Regions from separate parts of the Sus scrofa genome. Here region 2 is linked to region 1. The links are chromatin contacts, called in public Hi-C maps. All regions are on one chromosome and are shown on one strand. The core of a region is the stretch at or near the end of the contact, and the rest is flanking DNA. Distances in the headings are between cores, read along the strand shown. Region 1 overlaps NRP1 (neuropilin-1). Region 2 overlaps NRP1 (neuropilin-1).

Region 1 (6,461 bases), core at 2,689-5,188:
TTATATCAGGTCAATTAATTTCAAGTGTAAGTCTCTGCTTTTCAAGTGAATTTTCAGATTTGCATAGAAATTGTTCACTCCACTTAAAACCTCAATGCAAGGTCCAGTAAAGCCAGAGCATATTTGAATAGGTACCCATTTGTATTTTTTTTTTTAACCTTCTAAATGCTTCCTTTGGAATCTAAGAAGAAATTATGAATGGCTTCTCAGGAATGATTTGCCTTTTGTGTTCTACCTACAAGGTGCTATTTGATTGTGAGATTTTTATGCAACCTCTATAGCCTTATTTTTTACTGAACTCCCTTTTTGGGAAAGTAGCTTAATTTTTTAAGGATGGGGAAAATGAAGTCTTTGATGCTGGGAATTTTGGGGGGTAAACTTGAGCTAACAATGAAAATAATCCTAAAGATAAAATTCTCCGGCTCCTGTCGGTCCCACTCTTCCATCCATAAAATAAACACATGACAGTGGCTGTTTTCTCTAATGAGGGAGGGTCATGCTTTTCACTGAGTTCAGGCGTCCACGAGATGGCAGCATTGAAACGGGGACAAAGGTGCCCAGGGCAGCTTGCCAACTGATCTAAAGAATAAGTCTCCAAACAATCTCCCTGTACAGTAAGGGAAGTATGTATTATAAGCTGTATTAGCATCAGGTTGAGAAGCCTAACTCGTTTTGATCTTTTCTTTAACTTCGTCTAAGTGTTTAACACAAAGATCTTGCTTTCTTCTGGAGCCTGGGTTCCACTGCCCCTCCCCAACCCCGACAATGGCGGGGGAGGGGGGTTTCAATGGAAAGATGTATTGAACAGATAAGGATGATTTACTTTGCCTTCTCGGTTTCCGAGGAACTCTTTTCAAATGCTAATGTGAAACTTGGAAGGAAGGCGCACGATATGCATGATCAAAATCTAGCAGGATGGATTCTCCCTCCCAATGACAGTGTGACCCACCAAAGGGTTCACAAGGCCAGCTGGGGAAGGGAAACCCAGCAAAGCCACCTGATGTGCATAATGTGAGCATTTTCAGTTAGTGCAAAGGGCTGTATTTCACAGCAATAGTGTCACTGGAGAGATATACTCCATGTCTAGTCCATCATAACCGTAAAATAGGACTTTTGAAAGCGTGAGAAACCCTCTCCAAAATCTGCTCCCCTTCTGTGCAGCAAGACTGAATCCAGGAGATGAAGTGTGGTCAGCTGGACACTGAAGAATGGTTGAACTCTGGATGTCAACACCCATGGTCCCGGAATGTGGTGTTGTGTAATCTCATATTAGAGAATGTTAATATTGGAAAATGCGACTACGTGTGTGGTTTGGGGTTTGCTCCTTAAATGTCATTTATAGGACATGTACAAAGAGGAGGGCAGTGGGCCATTACGGCATACACATTTCTGGTTATATTGGCCTTGTCAATACATTGAATTTATTATATAATTTATAGAAAACCACACCATCCATGAGTTGGCTATTACTCTTCTGGTGATATCATAAAGTATGTGAACTTGGGTATTTTTGTAATGGCCAGGACAGAGGACAGCTTTGCCTGAAGGAGGAATTCAGGCATTTCTCCTGCTCCAGTGAATGGAAATCAGGCTTTACCTTCTACTGCTTCTTTCCAATCTATAAATTTAACATGATGATCTGCTCTAACTTTTTGTATTTCACCACTCGTTTATTTCCTTGTTCCAATCATATAATTTATGGCAATCTTGTTAAATTAAAATAATTTTTTTAAAAAATCAGTGTCTTTTGTGGAGACAGGGGTGGAGTCAGAGTAGCTCACAGCTGAAGATTCAAGCCTGGCTAAAAAGACTACTGAAAACTGAAAATACACACAAACATTTCTAGAAGGGGGGGGGGGAGATAGGCAGAGAAGAAAAGAGAAAAGAGCAATGAAATGAATATACAGGACTACGTGTGTGTGACCTTTCAATCTTCAAAAGAGTACCCAGGCCCTGTGGCTGCACAGTTCTCATTAAATTCATTGGGAATAATCTGGCTAAATCCCCTCTTGACTCTTAAAAATAGCAGGAAACAATATTCTGAACTTAAAACAAATTGATAGCTGCTGTGAGCCAGAACTGGCTGTGCCTGGTGGATCTAGCTTGCCTGCAATTAGATCATTAGCACTGTATATGCACAAGGATTTGATTTTCAAATCTGGTCTTTAGAACTTCTACGGAGTATGTGTGCTCGCTTACTCATAGGCTGGTCTTTCAGGGGGAATACGTGGAGGTGCCCAGGTCCATGTCACCAGAGGTCACACACGGACTCTGAACTATTCCATGGAATGTTTGAGGATCCTTGGAAGGCAAGAGGCTTCACCCACCAGGCAGAGCTTGATTTAAAATGCAGGGCTTCTCATCAGTTCCTGGCAGAGCATCAACAGACTTTTATGCATCTAAGTACAACCCAGACTGTATATGAATATTATATGCCCCCTATAATGTTATATATATACTACATGCCCCGTATATATAATATATTGAGAAGAATCCTCAATGTGAAATCTTCAGATTCTGATTGAGTCTCTAGTGGCTTCAGCAAGTCAGATGATGAGGACAATTTAGGGTCTGATTTGCTGCTGCTTGTCAAGGTGCCTGCAGGATAGGGGGGATCCAGGTATCAGCAGGTGGGTACTGTTCTCCACGGGGTGAACACCTCAGTCAGACCTGGCCTCTGACTCCACACACACTCAAGTCCTAAGCATTGGCTTAGCCAGGAGGTGACAGTGAACAGAACTCCTCAAAGAAGTCAGACAGTTCACTACTCACAAATGAAGACCTTGGGAACCAGATTCATGACTCGGGCAATGGAAAATAGGAAACCAAGCTGAGCTGGAAAGGGCTCTGGGGTGACTGTGAGCCAGACCACCCCTACTGGTAAGCCCTGTGGTTCTGCATCAGAGAATAACAAACCTGACTCCGTTTTGGATCTATCCCTTTAGCTCCAGCCCTTGTTGGTATGCTGCCTGTGCTTGGGCATGCTGGCTCTGCACCTTTTATAAAAGAATGCTGCCTATAGCCTGAAATTCACAGAACAGCCCATTCTCAAGGCTGACCTTGAAAGGTGTAACACATATAGTGAAAAAAAGGTGCAGATCAGAAAATAACAATGGTCTTGTTGGAGGTTTATAGGAATATTATGATCAGACTTATGTGGACGCTGCAAGAACAAAGGATTCCTGTACTAAGACGTTTGCAACCACCAGCTACATCCCTTTCCCTTTTGGTATAAAAGAAGTTTGAGTTCTAACTGGGAGAAACATGGTTCTTTGGACACTAGTCCACCGTCTCTGTCTGCTGGCTTTCTGAATAAAGTCACGATTCCTTGTCCCAACACTTTGCCTCTTGGTTTATTAGCCTGCCAAGGGATGAGCAGTATGAGCTTGGGCTCAGGATAGTTTGACACAAATTTGTTCAGATGGTAGTACCTCTGCCCTTGGACCACGGCTCCTCTGTGAAGCCCTTATGCCAGTGGCCTTGAACTCTTGCACAAGTCAAAAGTTCACAATGCTGTTCCTGCTCTTCCTGCTCGGATATTTCAGACCTCTGACACTGAGGGAGAGTTAGCCTGTTTGGGGATCTGATATACCTTTCCATTTTTGTCAAGGCTGTTGTACAAGCTAGCTGGCAACTTCCTAGTGGTTGTAATGAACTATTTGGCAAGAAGAAAAACTACAGCAAGAGCGAAAATATTTGTTACATTATTAGAACTTTGCTTGTTCACTTCACCCTTCTTCCCTGTGACAGAGGGTCAGAGAGAGGCTGCAGGCAGTTCCCCCCAGAAAACCAATCTGATGGGGCTGAGGGTGAAAAGGAAACCGGGAATTTCCAGGGGGAAAGACAGGAAGCAAGCAAGAGGCAGGTCCACCCAGGAGGCCTGGATGGTCAGCCAATCCCTGAAGGCCACGTTTTATAACCTGCAGAGATGTGGGCGGGGCCTCTGCATTGTCAGAATCGAGGCGCGCACACTATTTTCCTCTCTCACCTTCAGTATTTGGGCCTGTTTGAGCTGAGTGGTAGCAGGGATTCCGGCCACTCTGAGCACACCCCAGGGCAACCTGGGGTTAAGTTCCACCAAAGGGAGGTTTATTTTGCAGTTTAATCAGGTTGAGAGTGACAGCACCCTTTAAGGAAGGATGCTAATTAGAGCGGTCCTTTCTGCCTTCTGCTGGCTGGGGAGGGGCTGCTGTTGAGGAAACACTGATGTACACCACATGCCCCATTAATAAGTGACCATGGAGGCCAAGGTTGAGTGCACTTCGAGAGAGGAAGTGGGAGAAGCTGGTGAGCAGACCTGTTCACCTCAGTGCAACGATTAACTTTAAAGTATGTAAAACCTCTGTTTGCTTATACGGACTGTTTCCCTCGTGTGTGTCGGTGGGGAAGACTTTCAAAACATACTAACAAAATACAAGAGAGTGAGGGGGAGGCCCCCGTTCCCCTGTGGCCGGGCCCTGATCAACAGCAACCCGGGGGCTCTAAAAGGCATCACGGGGCTCTATGAATAAAAGGCTTCGGAGGTGCCCTTCCCGAAGATGCGCCTCTCCTGGTGCAGTGCCAGCTCTGGTTTCCTGCACCCCTTCCCATGACCCGCCCACTGGAAACGCAGCTGTAAAACTGCCAACTCCGTGGCAGGCAAAACTGACAAACTTCGCCTGTCTGGGATTTGCAGAGTGGCGATGAGAATAAATAGGCAGGCTGCTGCCTGGGAGATTTCCTTCTCCTGAGTTTGCAAACACAGTCCGGGTCCTAGATGTGCAGCGTTTAAACAAAGTATGTTCCTCAGTTCCTTCCGAGGAGAGCGGGGATTGTCACCATTTGGCAGTGAGTGATGGAGAAGGAAATCGCGCTTCCTGTTGCACATACATGTGGATGGAAGGAAGGCGGTGTCGAAGACTCCTGCTTGGGGACCAGATGCTGGTGGCACCTCTGCTAGGACTTTGAGGGGAATGGGAACTGACAGGAGTGGGGATGCGCTATTTCAGGGGGAGAAGACAGGTACGAGGGAAATGGACCACTTTTCCCTTGTATTTGGTACCTGATTGTATAGTGCTGTCTATGATGGTTGGCTTCTCTGTGGTCAGCACGGTGGTCCCTCCTGAAACACAAAGACAGTAACATTCGGAGATGAGAAGAAAGGCAGCATTGCAGGTAATATGCAGCAGAGACGCTGTATGCATAGGTACATCTGTCAGAAGCACATGGTTCCTTTAGATCATCCTGGATCCAGCTATAGGAATTGTCTTATTTAAATTTTGCTCACCACAGTATCAAATTCAAATAAGCCATTATTTTTGACCCTACGTACTTATTCATCAAGCATCCAGGCGGTATTCCAAGGGCATTCCCTGACTCCCAGACTGAGTGACGCTCGCAAACTCAACAGTGAAAAGCAAAGGCCTCCCAGGGTCCTTAGCGACTCGGGTATTAAACTTGACCTGGACCTCTAAGCTTCAAATAGTTTCCCAAGGCTTCAGATGTGTGCCTTTGGAGGGGGTGTAGGGAGGGGAGTTGCAAAGGCTGGTCCCCACAATCTATTTTCAAAACTGAAGGTTTCAAGTGGCTGGCAGTAATTCGCCCTTTCTTTGGCTGCTGTGGTTGTTTATTTTTCCCAAGGACAAATATTCTACCCAGTATGTGGTTCAGAGAAACGGCAGGAAGAGGGGAAAGGGGAGACACATTTCTTGACAGTCCCAAGGCAAGGACTGCACAAAATACCCCCTTGGACACTGCGAACGTCAATCAATCCGTGTTGACTTGTTGACCTGAATTTCTGGGAAGTTTAGCTTCATCCTCTTTGCTCGGGTATCTTAGCTCGGCCATTTCCAGCTCTTCATCATGACACTTTTATTTTTTTTAATGTTTTAATTTTTTTTTCCTTTTTAGGGCTGCACCTGCAGCACATGGAAGTTCTCAGGCTAGGGTTGAATCAGAGCTGCAGCTGAGGCCTACGCCACAGCCACAGCAATGCGGGATCCAACCTGCATCTGCGACCTATGCCGCAGCTCACAGCAACGCCAGATCCTTAGCCCGCAGAGCAAGGCTGTGGATCAAACCTGCATTCTCGAGGATACTAGTTGGATTCCTAATCCCCTGAACCACAATGGGAACTCACCGCCCTGCCTTTTTTAGAGTTTGGTTTTAAAGTACTGTTCTTCAACCTGCCCGACCACAGACCACAAGCATCACCTGAGTGCTAATTGTAACACTGGTGTGCTGTGTGACTCAGAGGCTCCCTCCAATTCTGCCATTTACTGCATTCCCGAGAGATAAAATCCTGGGAGACTCAGGGTGATGGCATGAGTGGGTCTGTGTGGGCTGTGGAAAGTTGGGAAGCTGTGATAAGGTGCCACTGTCCACCTTCCAAGAGTATCATTCAATCAAGATTTAGAGCATCTGTCTTCTGGCCGAGCCCTCGTTCCATCCTGCAGCTGCAACGGGTCAGAAATCACCCAGAT
Region 2 (6,258 bases), core at 174-2,673, 110 kb after region 1:
TTCCGCTTTTGGCAAGTGGCCTTGTTTTTATACATTTGGGTGATTTCACTCTAAAATGGGTCTGGTACAAATAAACAATCTCCCAAGGATGTGTGAATTAACCAGTGCTTAAAAGAGCTTGGAAATGATGATGTGCTCTCAATGCAAAGTCAAATTATGAAATTGCACCTTTGCAAAAATGCTATTGTGGGAATAAATGAATCTGAACATTGTATTTACAGTGTGATTTGCTGCTGAAATAGAATATTCATAATGGGCCTCAGCAGGCGATAGCAAAGTGCCATCTTATCTCCTGTTGATAGACCACAATTTCAGAAAATTATTTTTACAATGGCATTTGAATAAGCGCCTTAATTCAAGACTGTTTTACAAACAGATACATGGCTTATTACATAGCTTACACTGCCGTTGAGAGATAGAGTGAGGTGGGATTCATGAACAAAATCGCTGTTGTCATTCCTTTGTACTTTTGCCAATGCAATTTCTGTTCTTTACCACCTAATTTTAACAAGCTATGTTGAACAAAACGATAAGGTAAAAGCTACTTCTGTGTCAGTGATCAAACCTGAGTTTAGGTTAATGCTGAGGGTATCGACGGCAGTTAAATTACATTTCCAACTTGGCCTGTGGCTCATCTAGTTTCAAGAACAAACAACTCATTCCTACACAGAATTTCCACTGCCTGTGAGTATTACTGTCAGCAACAGTAGAACAAGAAAAAAGTGTTTCAAAGGGTCACATTCCTGGTTCCTTCCAATCACTGATTAGGTAAAACAGGCCTGTTCATGGGTAAGATTACAGTCTAGGTGAAGAGGCGAACAATTCCTTGGAAGAAATGTTGCCAGAATAGAGTTTTAAAATGTCTGATAAAATTTACGGGCAGAAAACAGACATAAACTTGTCTTGGTGAAAAAAAGAGCAGGCAGAAGCTGTGTTGCGAAAGGCAGGGAGGGTCCGGACTGAGCTGGGGTAGCTGAGATTTAAGAAAGAAGGAAAGAGTCAGGGCGTTGAAGAGGTCTTGTCGAAACCAAAGAAAGGCTCGGGGTTCAGGACCGAAAGGACGTCTTTGGATTTTGCTTTTGTGGCACCAGGAATCCCCTGCACAAGCTGAGTCCTGTTAGATGAGAGGCAAAGGGGTTCGGAGTTCAGAGCCCACACTTCCCATCTCACAGACGAGGAAATTCAGATGCAAAAAGTTTAAGCACTTAAGCCCAGAGCTACTTAGAGGCCAAGTCCCTCCAAGAACTCAGGATGCAATGGGTTCCTAGAGGCATCATCCATGAAGGCCACACCATTAACAAAGCCAGCCCCCCCCCCACCGCCCCGAGGGGACTGTGAGCATGAGGACACAGGACGGGTCCAAAGGGAACAAGCTGAGGGCATGATAGCTCGGCCCCTGCTCATGGCTCCTCCCCCAAGGAAACACAAGCGCTTATCACCTGAGTCATTCTGTTCTTTGGCTGCAGAAAAACTCGAGATTTGACAGGGAGGGGGTGCCCTGGGTTTCCACCCTAGAGATATAACAGAAACATCCAGAAATCCCCCAGAGAACTTGGGCAAGGTGGTGGCATCAAGAAGCTGGAAGAAATGTGGACACGAGCTACGGTGGCTGGGGTGCTTGCTGTGATGGGGGTGGCTGGGCACCCGTGACCGCTTTGTCCCTTCCTCTTGGGTTGACGCTTGCCCATGGTGACACGTAGTGTTGAGAAACCCTTAGGAAAGAGTGTCATGGTGAGAGAGGTGTGAGCCAGGGGAACAGCTGAGACCCTCCCGGTCCACTTCGGGAAACACCCTGGGCTGCCTCAGCCGGACCCCCTTCCAGGACAGCCTCTTTCTGGGGTTGCTCCAAGACACAGGACTGGGTTTTCACATGGTGACCTGGACAAACATGTCTACACCCCTGTGCATGGGAAGCATCCCGTGTTGCCCTCTCTAAGAGAGAAGTTCATGGTCAACATCTTCCCCAGCAAGCCTGCTGTGACCTTAACATGTGCAGTTACTGGGGCTGCCAGCTGGAATGGAAGGAGGCTCTAAATTATTTGTGTGAAATTTATGTAAAGGTAGTTTGGATACGAGCCCAGATATGAATCTTCAATAGACAACGTTTACAGAGTTGTGACACAAAGTCCCAAGAGTTGTGGGGAATGTCAGAACAACTCAGCAATCCGGACATAGGCCTACAATATTAATATGTTTTATGCCTCTGACTCCAAAACAGATTATGGAAGGGACGGGGAAGCAGAAAGAAGAGCTTTCCGGCAACTGCACCTCTGCATTTTTTAAATTTTTTTTTTTTTTTTTTTTGAGATTTGGCTAAAGCTACTCTCATGGAGAAATTCTAGGCTTCTCAAAAGAGTTTTTAGGAGCAAAAATATAAGTTTGACTCTGCTACCCAAGAAGAGGAAGGGTTTACCACCTGGATGAGAAGCCTAAGTGTGCATGTTCAGAGTCCAATTAAGTTAGATCTTTGCCCGGGTTTGGTTCTTCTGGGCTAGATAAACACCTGCGCTGGATGTCAGTTGGCCAGTTCAGTTCAGCAAATATTAAATGAGCAGCTGTTACAGGGAACGCACTGGGTGAGGCCAGTCAAGATCACCTAGAAAGAAGTTGGACGTTTAAGTCCAATGCTTAGGCCACATTGGAATGGGCTGAAATTTGGGTATCGTCTGAGTAGAGTGGCTCCAAAAGGCAATTCAGGGAGAAGATATCTGGGGCAAAGGCAAGACCTTGGCAAAGGCCTGTATTTGAATGTTGGAGGAAAAGAGAAACCGGTCAAAAAGGGAAGTGGTCAGAGATGTGGAGATAAAACCAAGATGGTGCAGCGGCATGAACTGCAGGAGAGAAGAAAGCTTTCGGGTTGCGATGGTGTGGTGCCAAGGCTGAAGAAATTCGGGGCAAGCGAAGGCCAGGGGTGTGGGGCGTGCGAAGAGGAAGTGCCATCTAACATTTGAGCAAACGAGTCAGTCTAGCGGAGGGGACAGAAACTAGGCTGAGAAGGGTCAAGGAAATAAGTCCTGGGCTGCAGGTGCCACATACGAAGCCCTTGGCAGTTACAGGAAAGGGAGAGAGAGGTGAACGATTCGTGTGGAGGGTAACAGGTCCAAGGACATTTTTTTTTGCACTCATGACTGCCCAGTCCGAAAGAATCTGTTTGACCCAGAACACCCACATGGTCGCACAAGAAGGAACGCTGAGCTCCCGGCCACACACACAGCAGTGGTCATATCAAAAGAGAACAGTGCTGGGGGGACTTGAGAGGCTGCAGATATAATTTTATCACATCAGGCCATTCTGGAGGGTGAGGAGGGGAGAAGGGGCTAAAATAATAACTTCTTCTCAGCTATCATGCTAAAGGCCTTCCTGGGAGGTGGTTTTTTGTTTTTGTCTTTTAACGGAGGCTACTGAAAACCACCCCCATCGCTTTTGGCAAACTGGTCCCAACCAGACGTGGGGGAGGGAGATGGCAGAGGGAAGGGGCCGAGGGTGCCAGAAACGGAGGGAAGAGGGAAGGCGAGGAGGGCCCGTCAGTTTAAAAACATTTATTTTGCCAGCTGCTTTTCCCTGCACTTTTTTTATTTTTGTCTTTTGAGGGCCACACCCGAGGGATACGGATGTTCCCAGGGTTGAATCGGAGCTGTAGCCACCAGCCTATGCCACAGCCACAGCAATGCCAGATTCAAGCCGCACCTGCAACCTACATCACATCTCATGGCAACGCCGGATCCCTAACCCACTGAGCGAGGCCAGGGATCAAACCTGCGTCCTCATGGATACTAATCAGATTCTTTTCTGCTGAGCCACGATGGGAACTCCTACAATTTTTAAAAATTAAAGTATAGTTGATTTACATTGTTGTGCCAATTCATGCTGTATAGCAAAGTGACTCTGTCATACACACACACACACACACACACACACACTCTTTTTATATATTATTTTCCATCGTGGTCTATCCCAGGACATTGGATATAGTTCCCTGTGCTATAGAGTAGGACCTTGTTGTTATCCATTCTAAATGTGACAGTTTGCACCTACTAACTCTGGACTCCCTCCGTCCATCCTACGCCCTCTGCCTCCCCCTTGGCAACCACAAGTCCGTTCTCTATGTCTGTGAGTCCATTCCTGTTCTGGAGATAGGTTCATCTGCGCCATATTTCAGATCCCACATGTAAGTGATATCGTATGGAATTTGTCTCTCCTTCTCACTTCACTTAGTATGAGAATCTCTAGTTGTACCTATGTTGATGGAAATGGCATTATTTTGTTCTTGTTATGGCTGAGCAATATGGCATTGCGTATACGTATCACATCTTCTTAATCCATTTATCTGTCGATGGACATTTATGTTGTTTTCACGTCTCTGCTATTGTGAATAGTGCTGCTAGAATAGTGTCGCTAAGAACATAGGGATGCATGTATCTTTTTGAATTAGAGCTTTTCCAGATCTGCCCAGGAGTGGGATTTCTGGATCCTAGGGTAGTTATATTTTTAGTTTTCTGAGGAACCTCCATACCATTTTCCATAGGAGTTGCACCAATTTACATGACCACTAACTGCAGGAGAGTTCCCTTTTCTCCACGCCCTCTCCAGCATTTGTTATTTGCTCTTTATGAACTTATAATACAAAAATCCATGTAGTTTCCCCTTTCTGGACACATATATGATGATGGCACTATTTGGTTTCACTGATTGGGAAGAACGGTCACCGCGGTTGTAACAAGCATCCTTACCTTGGCTCCCACCTAAGAGCATGGGCTGGCTTTCCATTTGGTTGCACTGAATATACTAAGTCCTCAGGCAACCCCTGCGCAAATGATGACTTTTTACAGGCCATTAATGCTACTATCAAGTTTGTGACACTGACACAGCATCATCCATGAATTTTCCAGAAACTCCACTCACCTAGATTTTTAGAAGGCTGCAATGATAACACACATACCCTCAGCCAACTTATTGTAAGAACATGCAGGAATTCTCATTGGCTGAGTACGAGCTGAGCATGAGATACCATCTCTGCTGTGGATTTGTGCAGTGCTCTTGAAATATTTATAAGCGTCTCCTTCCCAAGGATGCAGACGTTATTGTTTACAGTCTGATTTATTTTAAGGAGCAAAACCTGCGGATGCACTTCCTGTTAGAGTAATACCTAGGCTTTATTTAAAGTATTTCTCTTGTATTCCTAAGACAGGTCCACCTACGTTATCTCCTCCACACTGTGTTCTTGAGATGGGTGGAGGAAGGAAAGCGTTTTGTTTTCTTCAGAAAGAGGAGGAAAAAGATTAATTGAAGCGGTGTTGAGGTTGACGCAGCCCCTGATGTGGTTACGTCTTCCCGAGCTGTCCTGGTTACCACTGTCAAAACCAGGGTATTGATGGTGCCGTAACCAAGCCATTCATCGATTGCAACCCCGCCCGGAGGACCTGTGCCTTGTCTCACAGCTGGGAGTGAATGACAGAGGTGCAATTATAACTCCCATTCCTCCTTCTCACCAGAACACTTTTTTCACAGGGAGCTGCTAACATGGTCCCCTGACAATCAGAAATTCCCAGCTCATGTTAATGAACTAGCCCACACATCAGGTAGGATGCTAGCCTGGCGACAGAGGGAAATGAGGAGGCGTCTTGAAGGACCAAACCAATATATCCTCTTACTCTGTAGTGTCCCCAGCCAGGGACAAAGAACTTGGCACTGGAATAAAGGGTTAGGAAGAGGCAAAGCTCTTTCTTTGGGGCGGGGGAAGGAAAATTCCAATCAGTATCAAAACAAAACACTCTTCCCTCAGCTTAGCATCAACAACCTTCGCTGAAAAAATAAAATTACATGCTGCCCCTTGTGGAAATGGAGAGGCTGCCACACCAGTTTTGGTGATGTTTTGGTTCCAACGAAGCCGAGGCTGAACCACGTTCCAGACATGCCCTGAGGTGTGTGCCCAAGAGCCTGGTCCTGCTGCCCTGTCCCCCTCCAGACAATCTGCACCCTCGCTTGTGCTGCTGGGAATCAGAAGCTCCAGAATGCACGCTGTGATGCGTCTGACCACGTAGGTGGGGGAGGGGAGGGAGGACCAGGTCAGAATCCCTGACATGCAGCCACCACACCCCTGTCCAGGGAGTGGCTGCCCTAAGTCCTGTCTGAAAGGTTGTCAGTTAGACTGACTGCTCCCTCGAGAAGTTGTCCAAAATGTCCTTTTCACTCTCTCTTCACCGACTTCTGCTGGCCTCTCTCCAGATTGCCTACAGTGGACTGTGAGCTCCCATCAAG

Evidence for each region. A called contact is a pair of places that touch in the nucleus more often than the background predicts.
Region 2: a contact with region 1 is called in a Hi-C map of fetal liver, with 2.5 times the contacts expected there. The contact joins two enhancer-like sites. A contact is called at or near these places in 6 of 47 Hi-C or Micro-C datasets (brain, embryonic fibroblasts, fetal liver and 2 more) and 2 of 2 datasets of contacts at active chromatin or transcription factors (alveolar macrophages and skeletal muscle).

Annotation. Positions count from the first base shown.
Region 1 is chr10:56,294,618-56,301,078 of Sscrofa11.1, forward strand. It overlaps NRP1 (neuropilin-1), which reads right to left. Exons shown (of 18, transcript XM_021064971.1): 13 at 5,042-5,101. Among named protein-coding and RNA genes, the nearest start is that of NRP1, 130 kb to the right of the region's middle. Within about 2 kb of position 3,939, at least 9 of the 83 cell types and tissues checked have an H3K27ac peak or open chromatin away from gene starts, as enhancers often do. A contact at or near this core is called in fetal liver and liver, where this site is marked.
Region 2 is chr10:56,408,863-56,415,120 of Sscrofa11.1, forward strand. The region is part of intron 3 of NRP1 (neuropilin-1); the gene reads right to left. Among named protein-coding and RNA genes, the nearest start is that of NRP1, 19 kb to the right of the region's middle. Within about 2 kb of position 1,424, at least 18 of the 83 cell types and tissues checked have an H3K27ac peak or open chromatin away from gene starts, as enhancers often do. A contact at or near this core is called in fetal liver and liver, where this site is marked.